3 separate regions of the Zea mays genome follow, and regions 2 and 3 are each linked to region 1. Evidence: chromatin contacts called from public Hi-C data. All regions are on one chromosome and are shown on one strand. The core of a region is the stretch at or near the end of the contact, and the rest is flanking DNA. Distances in the headings are between cores, read along the strand shown. Region 1 holds the start of LOC100282298 (protein transport protein SEC61 gamma subunit). Region 2 holds the start of LOC103638868 (probable histidine kinase 1). Region 3 holds the start of LOC100193655.

What was found. A called contact is a pair of places that touch in the nucleus more often than the background predicts.
Region 2: a Hi-C map of ear shows a contact between it and region 1, with 2.7 times the contacts expected there. The contact joins the promoter of LOC103638868 here to the promoter of LOC100282298 in region 1. A contact is called at or near these places in 7 of 25 Hi-C or Micro-C datasets (ear, endosperm, leaf and 2 more).
Region 3: a Hi-C map of leaf shows a contact between it and region 1, with 5 times the contacts expected there. The contact joins the promoter of LOC100193655 here to the promoter of LOC100282298 in region 1. A contact is called at or near these places in 2 of 25 Hi-C or Micro-C datasets (leaf and tassel).

Annotation. Positions count from the first base shown.
Region 1 is chr9:113,173,304-113,177,700 of Zm-B73-REFERENCE-NAM-5.0, forward strand. LOC100282298 (protein transport protein SEC61 gamma subunit) reads left to right here and starts at 2,555. Exons shown (of 3, transcript NM_001291547.1): 1 at 2,555-2,727; 2 at 2,834-2,949. The coding sequence starts at 2,634. The coding sequence ends at 2,949. It overlaps LOC109942238 (a long non-coding RNA gene), which reads right to left. Exons shown (of 2, transcript XR_002264925.2): 2 at 3,948-4,277. It also overlaps the pseudogene LOC103638870.
Region 2 is chr9:113,018,169-113,022,565 of Zm-B73-REFERENCE-NAM-5.0, forward strand. LOC103638868 (probable histidine kinase 1) reads right to left here and starts at 1,768. Exons shown (of 13, transcript XM_020544106.1): 1 at 1,272-1,768; 2 at 1-269. The coding sequence starts at 50.
Region 3 is chr9:113,321,486-113,325,882 of Zm-B73-REFERENCE-NAM-5.0, forward strand. LOC100193655 reads left to right here and starts at 2,492. Exons shown (of 2, transcript NM_001138749.1): 1 at 2,492-2,704.

The sequences.
Region 1 (4,397 bases), core at 1,305-3,804:
CGTGCTTCTTTGTGAACATCAAAGTGTAAGGGCGAGAGGCTCCAAGTTGTGGAGATTCCTCGCAAACGAGATATAGTAAAGCAAAGTAAAACAACGTGGTATTCAAGTGGGTCTTTGGACCGCTTGAGATGGGTTGATTGCAACCCTCGTCCGTTGGGACGCCACAACGTGGACTAGGCAAATGTTGAACTTGGCCGAACCACGGGATAAACCACTGTGTCTATCTGTGATTGATCTTCTTGTGGTTATCGTGTCTTGCAAAGACTCTTCTCTTGTCACGTGGCATTCTTGTGCTAACTCCTAATCAAGTTTTGTGGTATTAAGTTTCAAGTTTTACAGGATCACCTATTCACCCCTCCCCCCCTCTAGGTGCTCTCACAAAGGTTAGATGATGAGATCACTAAAAATAGCACCTCCTTGCACACAAGGCAAACACTTTAGCCGAGCTAATCATTTAACCTTGAGTTGCTTGCTTCTGAAACATCTTACAATTTGACATGCTTCACTGTTCGTGCATGCAGAGAACAAGGAACCAATAGAATTTGGCGGCAAACCAAGTGCTGCTTACTGGATAATTAAAGACATTCTTTCCCACTAAAACATAATCAGGTAGTCAGAGAAATAATGAAGTCATACCATATATTGCTCCCAGTGTAGCAATCCAATCTGATAATCTTAGAAAGTGATAGCTGTAAAGCAGAAAACGATGTGTGACCGATCTATCTGTTCACATGCCAAATTGAGAACGGGACGAGTGGGGTCACGTCAGGAATCAGGTTGGTAATACGTTGAGTAGGTGGCGAGTGGGAGAGTTTTCGAAGCATCAACGGTGGAAACATGGCAAGGGTTGGGCGGTGTACGGTGTACCTCCATGGCGTGTTTCAAGCGACTGTACTTCCGAAGCTCCCTGACGACGTGATTGAGCTGATAGTTCTGCACTGTGCGGCCCTCCTTCGCCCATCGCCGCAGCACCACCACCACACTACGCTTCGGGTAGATGAGCTTCAGCATGCGCTGCCCTGGTGTGTCCCCACTCCTCGTAGTGCCGCCCGCGTGACCGCCTCGGGCAGAGGAACTTGGCGATGCAGGTGTAACCGGTGGTATGTGGAGGGCTTGTCGAGGACGGCGTGGGCGGAGATGACGTGGGCGGTGAGGGTATGGCCGTGCATCTAGGGGCGCGGTTGGTCCACGGTGGTGAAGCACCGTCATTGGGGCTCGTGCTAGGGGCGGGCCGTAGCGGACGGTGCCAGGGGCGGGGCGTTGACCGAAGTGCAGCATGCCACGGTGGTGGCGACCCCCGCCACGAGCTCCCCTTCCAAGTGCGACGCCGACTCCTCGCCCTTGGTAGCGTCCCCCGCATTGTTGGAGATAAGTATGAGCTCCGCCCCCACCAGAGGTGGCCGCTCCCGCCCCCTCGTCCGCGCCCTCCTCACGTTCAAGGACCCTAGGTCCCTAGACGGAGGGGGAAGGGGCATGTTGCACGGGGAACCGGCGACCGACAACCCAGATGTTCTCATAGCAGCGGCGGGCGGATGGGTGGCACCATAGCTACTTCGGGCGACATTTGCTTCGGATGGGCGGCGACAGTGGTAAGAAACCCTAGACGGCGCTCGCAATGACCTCAGCTACCCGATCCTGTCTGCTTTGCGAAGTGATTTGAGCCGTAGCGAGCGGTCCGCCATCGGACCTGTCCCGACATGCGAACGCGGTGGGGTTGCGGATGCAGATGGGCGCGCCCCAACATGCGCGGAGCATGCTTGGCGCAGCATGCGGGGGAGGCAGAAGAGGCGGAACGGAGGCAGAAGAGGCGGAACGGATGGGGATCGCAGGCGCAGTGGATGGGGCTTTTGGCTTCACGAGGCGGATCAGGGCGTGTGGTGGTGGGCGAATCGAATGGTTGAGATTGCCGAACGATATATCGGACGGTTGAGATTGTATAATGGCAGAACGACAGGCTACCCTTGCCGTCTTAATAAGTAGTAGAGATAATGTCAACTGTGGGAATTCTTATAGTAGCACACTATAAAACTGTATATCCGTTTATGTTTATGTTGTCGATACTGTGGCAATTGAAGAAATTGAGGATTGTCAAATTGATTTGGTAGGAAATAATGACTGTCTACAATAGAGTTTGAAGATTAGAGGATGTTGAACTATAGATGACATTATTTATAGAGAAAAGTTTGAAGAGAATTTTGTACTGTGGAGATAGCCTAACTGTCATACGGCGTACATCCCAGCAGGGCAGCACTAGAGACGATCTAATCTGTTTGGTTGTGGGACAGCCAGGACAGGGACATCCCCTGTCGTCCTCTCCTGTCCCTCTAATTTTAAGGGACAACAGAGGACAACACTGGATAGTCCTGTCCCAATCCTTGTCCCAGAACCAAACAATCTAATTTTAGGGATCGTCCCATCCTATCCCGTCCTGTCATTGCAACCAAACGCAAAAAACGGTGACAAAAATCTTGAAAAAAGCAACGTTGTGATTTGTGGAATGACGTGGCTCTGTGATGTACACTGTATAATAAAGGGGCCACCCATCAGGAGAGACAAGCAAATTTCCCAAACGCAAAACCGCATCCTCTCATCAGCTTCCTTCCACATTCGTCTCGAGATCTCGCCCCGTCGCCATGGACGCGATCGACAGCGTGGTGGATCCCCTCCGCGACTTCGCCAAGGACAGCGTCCGCCTCGTCAAGCGCTGCCACAAGCCCGACCGCAAGGGTACCTGCCAGGATCCCTCCTTCCGCCGCGCCCTGTTCGTATCCGAGTTGTTTTGGTTCGACCACCGTCAGATCTGACGGTGTTTCTCTGGGATCTGTGCTTGCAGAGTTCACCAAGGTGGCGGCGCGGACGGCGATCGGGTTCGTCGTCATGGGCTTCGTCGGCTTCTTCGTTAAGCTCATCTTCATCCCCATCAACAACATCATCGTCGGTTCCGGCTAGGTTCGTGTCTACTATTCCATTATTATCTACCCAAATCCGTTAGATTTTCTTGTTTCGATGTCGTTGTTTGCGGATCTGCGGTGCGCGGTTCTGTTTGTGTGTGCACGCTTTTGAGGGGTGAAATTAGGTGGTGCGGAGACCGTGGGGCTGGTAACATCTCGGCCGATCTGAGTATGCTTGTTCACTATGGCTGTGAATTTTGTTTTCGTGGCCTATCATTCTCGATTAGGTGGAAACTGGGTTACTGGATTTTACCTCCATGATCTTTGGATAGAGTCAGATATACTTGTAGCAAGAGAAATTTTAGCAGTATACTTATCAGAATAAAAATTCTAGCAGGTGATTACTGCAGTTTCATCTGTTCACATTTGCAGTAGCAGTAGCGGATTATGTAAGTCGTTGGTCCCAACTGGTTGTGACTTGTGAACCCAGTTTTGAATCCCAGCCTCAAGTCAGTATCAGTTTATAACTCATCAGAGTTATTTATGTAGGTTTAGTACAAGTTGCAAAGTTGTTCCTTTTGTCTGAGTTGCTGAGGAGAGTTGGACTCTATCATTCCTCACTACTCTACATATGGGACCTATTATGCTAAAACACGTTGTCGAATTTCCAACTCAAATACTACCAAGGCAAACATAATTGTACATTGTATAGTACCGGCCCTTGATTTATTTTGTTATTGGAACACATTTTTTGCAACCTTCCTAACTGCAAACATGATGGTTCAAGCTATGCGAATGGCGGATTCCCTCTCATGGTTATTAAAGCGGTAGAACGTTAAGAACCAACTTTTCAACGTTTAAATGTTTAAATGAACGTTGAAACGTCTTTTCAGACTAACATAAAACATGATATACTCTTTTAACCTCTTTTCCGGAAGGTAGATGAGACACATATACAAGTTTCAATGGGAATATTCAAACAGGTAAAAGAAGAAACAAAAAGAAAACCATGTGTGGCTTCTTCAGAAGGAACCCAGTAAAAACAGTGTGCTTGAAGCAATAGCACGCAGACACACCTCAACATTATATTTGAGCATCAGACCAAAATCACTACAGCAGAAACTGCAGCTTCATGGTTGCAATCAAGGGCACGGCACAAACTTTTAATCTAAATGAAAAAAGATATGAAGAATCTTATAACCAAAAAAAACCTACCAGTTAGCAACCCAATGAGCCTATGCACAAAACCGAAGGCGCCCTTCAGAAGCCGGATAAACAGTAGTGCACCTCAAGCTCATCCCATGGAGACTTTAGCACCACCACTCAAGCCCAAATCGTTGTGCATGCACAGCTCAGAAAGACAAGCGAGCAGGATGGACGATTCTACTGTAGCATGATTAAAAACAGCATCAGCACTTCAGCTTCAGCAGCATTCGTCAATATTGCATATGCATGGTGGCTGGCGCACTGGCTGGCTGCGCAGTGCACTGTGTTTTGGATACGAAC
Region 2 (4,397 bases), core at 518-3,017, 160 kb before region 1:
ATTGATTGTGCAACCTCATCCTCAGGTTCAGCTAGGTAGTCGTCCCCCATCTTTCTCGATAATCAGCACGGTTTTCCGATCACATTGAAATTTACTCAAACATCAGTTGACTGTTGAACCCAACAGATGATGTTGCTGATTATAGCTGATAACATTAATCCATGGCCGAAATTTCAATGCTCCTTGTTCTCTGAGAATGATATAATCCGTAGCATAACAGTTTCACTGACTAACCAATGAGAGAGAGATAATCGGAAGCTGCTTCTTATCTGCGTATACATTCCATTTGCAGCTCAGTACCAAATTAAACAAAAGGATGGTATCCTCATGGAGGAGTCAAATGAAACGCTATATACACGATATAGATAAATAGATTGATAAATTTTTCAATGCAAATTAATTGATTACAGAAACTGAAAGGCTGACTGGGGAGCAGACTATGATTAATAGAAAGTTAAGAATGATCAAACAAACAACATATGAGTTCATCAAGATGCCAAAAGGATTTGGCTTTGATGGAACATCTCAACAGAGTAGAAGCTTTGCTCAAGAAAACAAATAACAGCGCACTACCAAAAGCTGACACAAAACTCAGCTTTTAACGGAATTCTAAGCCATAAAGATGGAACCTTCCATTCCCTCAAGGCATACTGGATCATCTTTGGATCAAGGGAAGGATCGGTGAAAAAAAAAGTGCACAACCGAATCCAAGATTCTGGGGTTCTCCGGCTGTGGCCAAAATCAAACACTGCTGAATTACCGAACAAAACTAACTGATGAGTCACTAACACTGAGGTGCAAACCTGACAAAACTAACTTATACCCAACTAAACTGAACCCTCCAGGGGATAACACCCTAGTCTTTACGGATCAACTACGCGGCATACAGCTCACAAAGTCAAACACTTGGCCACCAAAGAAAGGCACCACAAGCTTAACTGAAATCAAGAAACAACGGTACGCCCAACTGGAAAACATACGTCGGAGACCTGATCCGAGTAGGATCCCCTGGTCTGATGGGCTAGACGATCTACCCATTCGACGAAATGCCGAAAAAAGATCAAGTGATCCTGGAGAGCTCAAGATCAAATCTCTCACCGCGCGACGGCCGAGCAAAGTTGGTACGCACGAAAGAGCAATAAAAAAACAGCCAAAACGGAACAGCTGGACTGAATAGCACTACGCCCGCCACCCATCCAACAAAATGCCTGGCCGGCCGGCCAGCACTCCCGATCAATAAACCTCGCGGCACGCAAGCAAGGATCGCCCACCTGGAAGAACAAGGCGCAGCTCGGGGAGACGCCATCCCAGACGAGTCGTCACGGCCTGGACGGACGGAGCAGAACTGAGCTGAGCTGCACGCGAGCACAGGAAGCAGGTGCGGGTCAATGCGACGGGGAGCAGAGCAGGAGCAGAGGCGAGGGCCGGAGGAAGAGGGTGGAGTTTGCAGAGGAGGATCTAATGGCCGCGAGCGGGGCGGGGGCGCAGCGTCCATGTGACGAGAATAGTATAAAATTTGCGCGGGGTGGCGGAGGGGCAGGCTGGGCAGCTGGTGCAAGGAATCGAGCCCGCGGGGGCGGATGGGCCATGTGCGCAGCGAAAAGAATTGCGCAACTGGCGACGCCCTCCGCCCGACTTGTTTAGTCTTCGCTCTCGTGGCTGATTTCTTTTTTCCGTTTCTCGCCGGCCAATCTGGCCGCCGCCCCGTGGTGGTGGTAGTGGTGGGCGCGGAGGGAAGCGACGAGGGGAGGCGGTTAATAAACGCGGCGGGGGAACCGGGCGGACGGGGGAGTTTTTTAAATGATGGCTGCGGTCGTGCGGGGTAACGAGCTCGCCGAGTCAGCCGCCTGAGTGCCTGGTACCATGCTTCTGGAGTTCTGGGCCATGGTCATGGTCTATTGGTCTCATGGACGTCCTAGCTTGGATTTGCGTCCGTATAATGTGACGACGCACAATTATATTTAATACCTATAAAAATAAATTTAATATTAAAGTAAACATATAATTCATATATTAAATATTAGAGTGATAAAAACAAATATTATATTTTATTTTATCTAAAAGGCCAACAAAGTTTATGAGTTCAAAAAGAGTCTAATCTGTTTTTTTATAGCTTGCTCGATCGCTTATTGTCCTTCAGCTAACGAGGTGATACATATGAGAGTCCTGAGTTATGTGTGGCTTTTTGTCGTATTATGTTTGAGTGATTTATCATAACACATATGTTGTGTAACAATCAGTAGCGGACCAAGCTGCTACGCTTAGGGTGTGCCGAAAAAATATAAAAAAAGAAACAAAAAAAACAAAGATCAATAAAACTCGAACCTTGACTGTCAAGTTCAAAAGATAGTATTTACATCACTATGCTAACTAATCTTATATGATCTTAGAGTGTGCCGTGGGCCACATAAACCACCCACTAGGTCCGCCCCTAGTAACAATATATAAGGCCCATTGTTGGACAAGAAGTGGGAGACAAGGATATATTTACGCGTTTTGTATGTGACGTAAGAAATTGGTGCTTTAAAAAGGATAAGGATTATCATATATTTTATTTTTCTAGTTTTACGTCCACTTTCTCTTTGATCAGTTTATAAAAACAATTTCGAGGTATTTTTTACCTTCTAAATATTTATTCCTATGAATTTCCCTTTTTGTTTGCGACAAAAAAGCATCGCTACGAATGTATAGTAGGGTCACAGTCCCGACAACACCCAAATGATTCGTACTACTATACTCCTTGGTCTAACATTGTTTTGTCTGATGCCGAAAATCCGGAAATCATGTGATTTTTATTACAAGGGCCATAAAAACTAACTAGCCCACTATTATCATAATAGAAAATTGAAATACTTTCATAGTTAAACAATTTTGGTGTACTTTTGGCTTACCTAGTAAAAATGAATAATTTTCATCGGTCATAACACAGTTGATGAAAATTATCTAATTTTATCGGTAAAAAGATAACAATTAGTAATTTTCATCAACTATCAGAAACCAGACCAAATATAATAGTGTCAAACAGTAGATGAAAATTAAGTGTTTACACCGTTTGATCGGGCCTCCCTCTTTCTTCCTCCTCTCACTCTACTTGTACGGTATCGTGTCACCACATCGTGATGTCCCCATATTGTCCCACCCAGACAAGCCATGTTGCCCTTGCGATCCTCGCCTCCGCCCTTCTATGTTACCTCTGTCCAAGTTCACTGTGACTTCTAATTTCTATCGGTTGTCCAAGAAATTTATATTTATTAATCTATTAACTATCAATTATTCTTTGATTAATTTAGTAATCGGCATGTATTTTTAGTATATTAATTTGGTAAAGATAATTACAATGAAATATTGAATGATTAATCTTTTAAGTTAATTAGATTGAATATTTTTCTTGTAATAAGTACTAGTATTTAAACAAAATATGGTAGTATAAAATAATTTAATTTAAAAGCATGTACAATATGATGTTTCGAAATTGTCAGTATTTGGACATCTTCGGAGTGGTCGACAGTATATATATATATATATATATATATATATATATATATATATATATATATATATATATATATATATATATATATATATATATATATATATATATATATATATATATATATATATATATATATATATATATATAAGATTTTGTTGTCATAACCCTGTTGTTCTTTATTGCACTATAGTTGTGTATGAGATAGAGAACATCGTGCTATATTTTGCTCGTGATAAAATCACGCTATGTTGGTCGTTCTTGGTGGGTTTAGGACCTATCGTTTTCCATAGATGTAGGATCGTGATATATCTAAGGAGAGAAGCCATCAACTATCTTTAATCTTTAGTATCAAATATGAGCGATGATTGTTGATAGATGTATGATCGTGCATTCTCTTTATCATCCACTGATATTGTAATGTTTCCATGCAACAAGTGTTAGAATTATATGTCATGACAAGAGAAAGGTGCCAATGGATCTTTGTGCGTTTGGTTTCGTACCAAGTTATAAAGCATGGATACACCATGGTGAGTCACAATATTGACATACAGAAGTGAAAGAGCATGACATGACGTGCAATGACATGACGAGTGAGATTCTTGATGCTATATAACCAAAGTTTGAGCTAGAGTACAAGGATTCATCTATGTCAGTTGTCAAAAAGTTCTTCTATGTTCTGAAAGCTTCAGAAGAACCATTGCATGAATACATGATAGTTACAATTTTCGGTTTTGTACCAGACTTATGCCTATAAAGTCTAAGTTTGCATTTTCAAATAATTAATATAAATACCTAGTAAACTTGTTACATGGTGTCCTTTCAGTGAATCACAAGATGTCCAATGATATGTACTAGTTAAAGAAATTGCTTTTAGGTCTTGGAATGAATTATGAGAAGATTGATG
Region 3 (4,397 bases), core at 1,242-3,741, 150 kb after region 1:
TCGTAGTAGACAATCTCCTTAATGCGCCATGTCTTCTTTTTCTTCCCATCTTTTCGTCTATGACCCGAGCCCGAGTCGGTAGGCTTGTCATCCTTTGGCTCGTTGACGAAAGACTCCTTCTCTTTATCGTTGATCACAATACCCTTCCCCTTAGGATCCATCTCTTCGGGCGGTTAGTCCCTTTGTGAAGAGAACGACTCTGATACCAATTGAGAGCACCTAGAGGGGGGGGTGAATAGGTGATCCTGTGAAACTTGAAAACTTAAGCCACAAAACTTGGTTAATCGTTAGCACAATAATTGCCAAGTGGCTAGAGAGGAATCCTCAACAAAACACAATAACCAATAAGGATCAATCACAGAGATGGCACGGTGGTTATCCCGTGGTTCGGCCAAGACCAACGCTTGCCTACTCCACGTTGTGGCATCCCAACGGACGAGGGTTGCAATCAACCCCTCTCAAGCGGTCCAAAGACCCACTTGAATACCACAGTGTTTTGCTTGCTTTTTCTCAATCCCGTTTGCGAGGAATCTCCACAACTTGGAGCCTCTCGCCCTTACACTTGAAATTCACAAAGAACACGGAGCAAGGGAGGGATTAGCAACACACACAAGACACAAGAAACAGAGTGTCAACACGCACACAAGTCGCAACAAGAGCTCGCAACACAACTCAATGAGTTCACAACTCCACTAGAGCTCTATATGCTATCACAATGAAAAGAATGTGCGAAATCGATGTCTTGGTGCTTAGGAATGTTGTAGGAATGCTTAGTATACTCCTCCATGCGCCTAGGGGTCCCTTTTATAGCCCCAAGGCAGCTAGGAGCCGTTGAGAGCAATCCAGGAAGGCTGATCTTTCCTTCTGTCGACTGGCGCACCGGACAGTCCGGTGCACACCGGACACTGTCCGGTGCCCGATTTCTTTCCTTAAATGGCGAAGCCGACCGTTGGCAGACTTGGAGCCGTTGGCACACCGGACATGTCCGGTGCACACCGGACAGTCCGGTGCCTCCTTCTAGCCGTTGGCTCGGCCACGTGGCCCGCGCAGATCGCGCGGCCGACCGTTGGCCCGGCCGACCGGTGGCTCACCGGACAGTCCGGTGCACACCGGACAGTCCGGTGAATTATAGCCGTACATCGCCGGTGAATTCCCGAGAGCGGCCATTTCGCTCGAGCCAGCCTGGCGCACCGGACACTGTCCGGTGCACCACCGGACAGTCCGGTGCCCCCAGACTCAGCAGATTCTTGGCTGCTCGAGCCAAGACATTTCCAATTGGATTTTTCCTGTTTCCAGCACTTAGACACAACACATTAGTCCATAGAACAATGTACTAAGTCTGAGAAACATACCTTTATCCTTGATTTGTACTTTGTCCACCTTTTTACACTAGGGCACTTGTGTTGGACACTAAATCACCAAAATACTTAGAAATGGCCCAAGGGCACATTTCCCTTTCAACTGCGCCCCCTCGCCCCATGACCTTCGCCTCCACGAAGTCACTCCCCCTGAGAACCCCGCTCTACGCCCCCCTGACAACCTCGCTCCCCTCTCGTGACCTCCACCTTCGTGTCGTCTCCCCCAACCCCACCCCGGGAACCCCGCTTCGCGCCTCCCTCGCCCCGACAACCTCGCTCCCCCGTCGCCACCGCCTGGGTCAGGTCGGATCCACGTTTGGCGGCCCGTTGTCCAGGTGCGCGGCAGGAGAAGAGGTACCTGATGACCTAGCAGAAGTCCCAGTAGTATATCTCCCAGAACCTGGATGCCTCTGCCTCCCCTTCGCGCTCGATTGCGCACACGCCCCCACCCCATGACCTTTGCCTCCACGTCGTTATTCCCCCCGAGTACCCTGCTCCGCGCCCCCTGTCGTCTCCCCCAACCACTCGCCTGAGGCCTACCTCGGGTGGGAGACACAGTCACGACTCACCCGAGGCCGACCCGGGCGACAGATGTAGTCACGACTCGCCGAGGCCTAATGCGAGAGACGCAGTCACGACTCGCCCGAGGCCAACCTCGGCCGGGAGACGCAATCACGACTTGCACGAGGGCTACCCATGTCGGGAGACGCAGTCACGACTCGCCAGAGGCCGACCTCGGGCGGGAGATGCCGTCACGACTCGCTCGAGGCCAACCTCGGGTGGAAGACGCAATCACAACTCGCCCGAGGCCTACCTCAGACGGAAGACGCAGTCACGACTCGATCGAGGCCGACATCGGACGGAGACACATTCACGACTCGCCCAAGGCCGACCTCAGGTGGGAGACGCAGTCACGACTCGCTCGAGGCTAACCTCAGGCGGAGACGCAGTCACGACTCGCCTGAGACCAACAATAACAATACATAAAGTTGTTTTACAATATTGATAATGTTTGCCACACAGAATTTACATATTATATTAATGTTTGTTGTTGTGTATATATGTTTAGTACAAATTTTTTACTCCCGTCAATGAGAAAAGGAAGAGAAAAAGAAAGAAACATGCTTGCTACTTGCTAGCGTTGGGTTATCTGTTTGAGGTATTGGGCCAAAATGTAAGAGTAGAAACAACCCCAGCCGCCGCCAACCCCAACCCCGTTCTCCGGCCCGCCGCTCTCTCTCTCCTAGTCCCCTTCTATCGTGGCAACGACGAGCGACAGTCGCTGCCGCCCTACGGCAGGTGCCCAGGTCTTCTTCGGTCCCTTCGCCGTCGACGAGCACTACCAGGTACGCGCACCCCTTTATCTTCCCTTCCCTGCTGCGCGAAGCCGTGCACCCAAACCCTGTACTCGGATCTGATATACTTACAAGTGTATACGTGTATTATGCTTACTAGCTTCGATTGTCTTGCAAAAAAAAAAAATATGTCGGGTGTACATGTGTACACCCATGTCCTTTACTTGGTCCGCCCTTGTCCCTTAATGTAGCTGGAAAGGGTAGGCCTTCGTGTTATGATTATGAATCTGTGCCCTAGATTGTGACTTCAGAATCGGGCGCTACCATTCCATGCCGGTGCTTAGATTTTGACTTCGGAGAGAGTTGCAAAAAAAAAAAAATCATGCACTTGACTCGGTGATGCTTTTGCTGGTAGTGAATTCGTGAATGTGAGCTGTGTTTCACTTTGTCAATTCCCAGTATATGGAACTAATTAGACTGAATTGTCAATGATAACACAAATTTGATGGTTGCTTGTAACAGTTTTCTTTCGTTATTAACAAAAGAGCAACGATTTGGGAACGTGGTGTCCAGGGGCTTAATAGTTCTCAAATATGTGGACTAAGTGTGTGAACTCTTAGGTTGTACACATATTGTAATTTATGCAAATTTCAAGCTTAATTGTTGAACTTAAGATATTATGTGATGTTTTAAATTATATCATACTTTTTTATACTTATATACTGAAACGGTTGGCAAATCTTATAGTTGTTTAACTAATTATACCATACTTTTTTTATACTTATATACTGAAACGGTTGGCAAATCTTATAGTTGTTTAACTAATTGCTCATTCGAATGTCAGAAAATCTTATAGTTGTTTACCTAATTGACCATTGGAATATATCAAATGTATGTTGGAGTATTGGCTCAGCATGGACTTGAAATTAAAATCCTGGATTAGCTGCTGTTTGTTACTTTGTTTGTACCACCAGCTCAGGGATTAATCTGTTTGGAAAATCATTATAGTTTCTTGGACATAAGATATTTGTTGCTAGAATTCCATTTTTTCCCATTGAATTAAACATAGCTTTGTTCTACAAACACACACATGTATGAGCATTTCATGTAAAACAATGTTACCGCTTTTCTTCATATTCAATATCTAGGACATTTAGCTTCTCTAGGTTCCTGTGTAAATAAAAGCGTGTGGTAATACTCCTGGCCACTGAGGGTCGGCACTAATGGCCCTGCATGTTTTAGCTCCCAGCAGAATTTAGGTTCACATACAATTTGCATTCACACACATAAGGTGCTGGATCTTGCTAGCTTCTAGACCCAAAGCCATTCCAGTTCCAGTCAGTTTTGTGCATGGCTGACTGTCACCAAGCCAAAAGCTCTGACCTGGTGAATGGTGATGTCTTCCTGTTATTCTACTGCGACACCTAACATCTTATCCGTATTCGCTTACACTCCATTACCCTGTGAAACTCTCCTGGTCCACCTCTCATGTGGCTTGTTTTGGTAGAGGAAACTACTCTGTTCGGTTGCAGAAGAGTGATGTTTGTAGATGGACCACTTACCCCCAAACACAACTTCATCTGCATTTCTTACTATAACAACATCATCAACAACAACAACAAATCCTTTTTAGTCCGAAGCAAGTTGGGTAGGCTAGAGTTGGAACCCAATAGAAATCACAAGTTAAGGTTCAGGCACATGGATAGCTGTTTTACATGCACTCTTATTCAAGGCTAAATCTTTG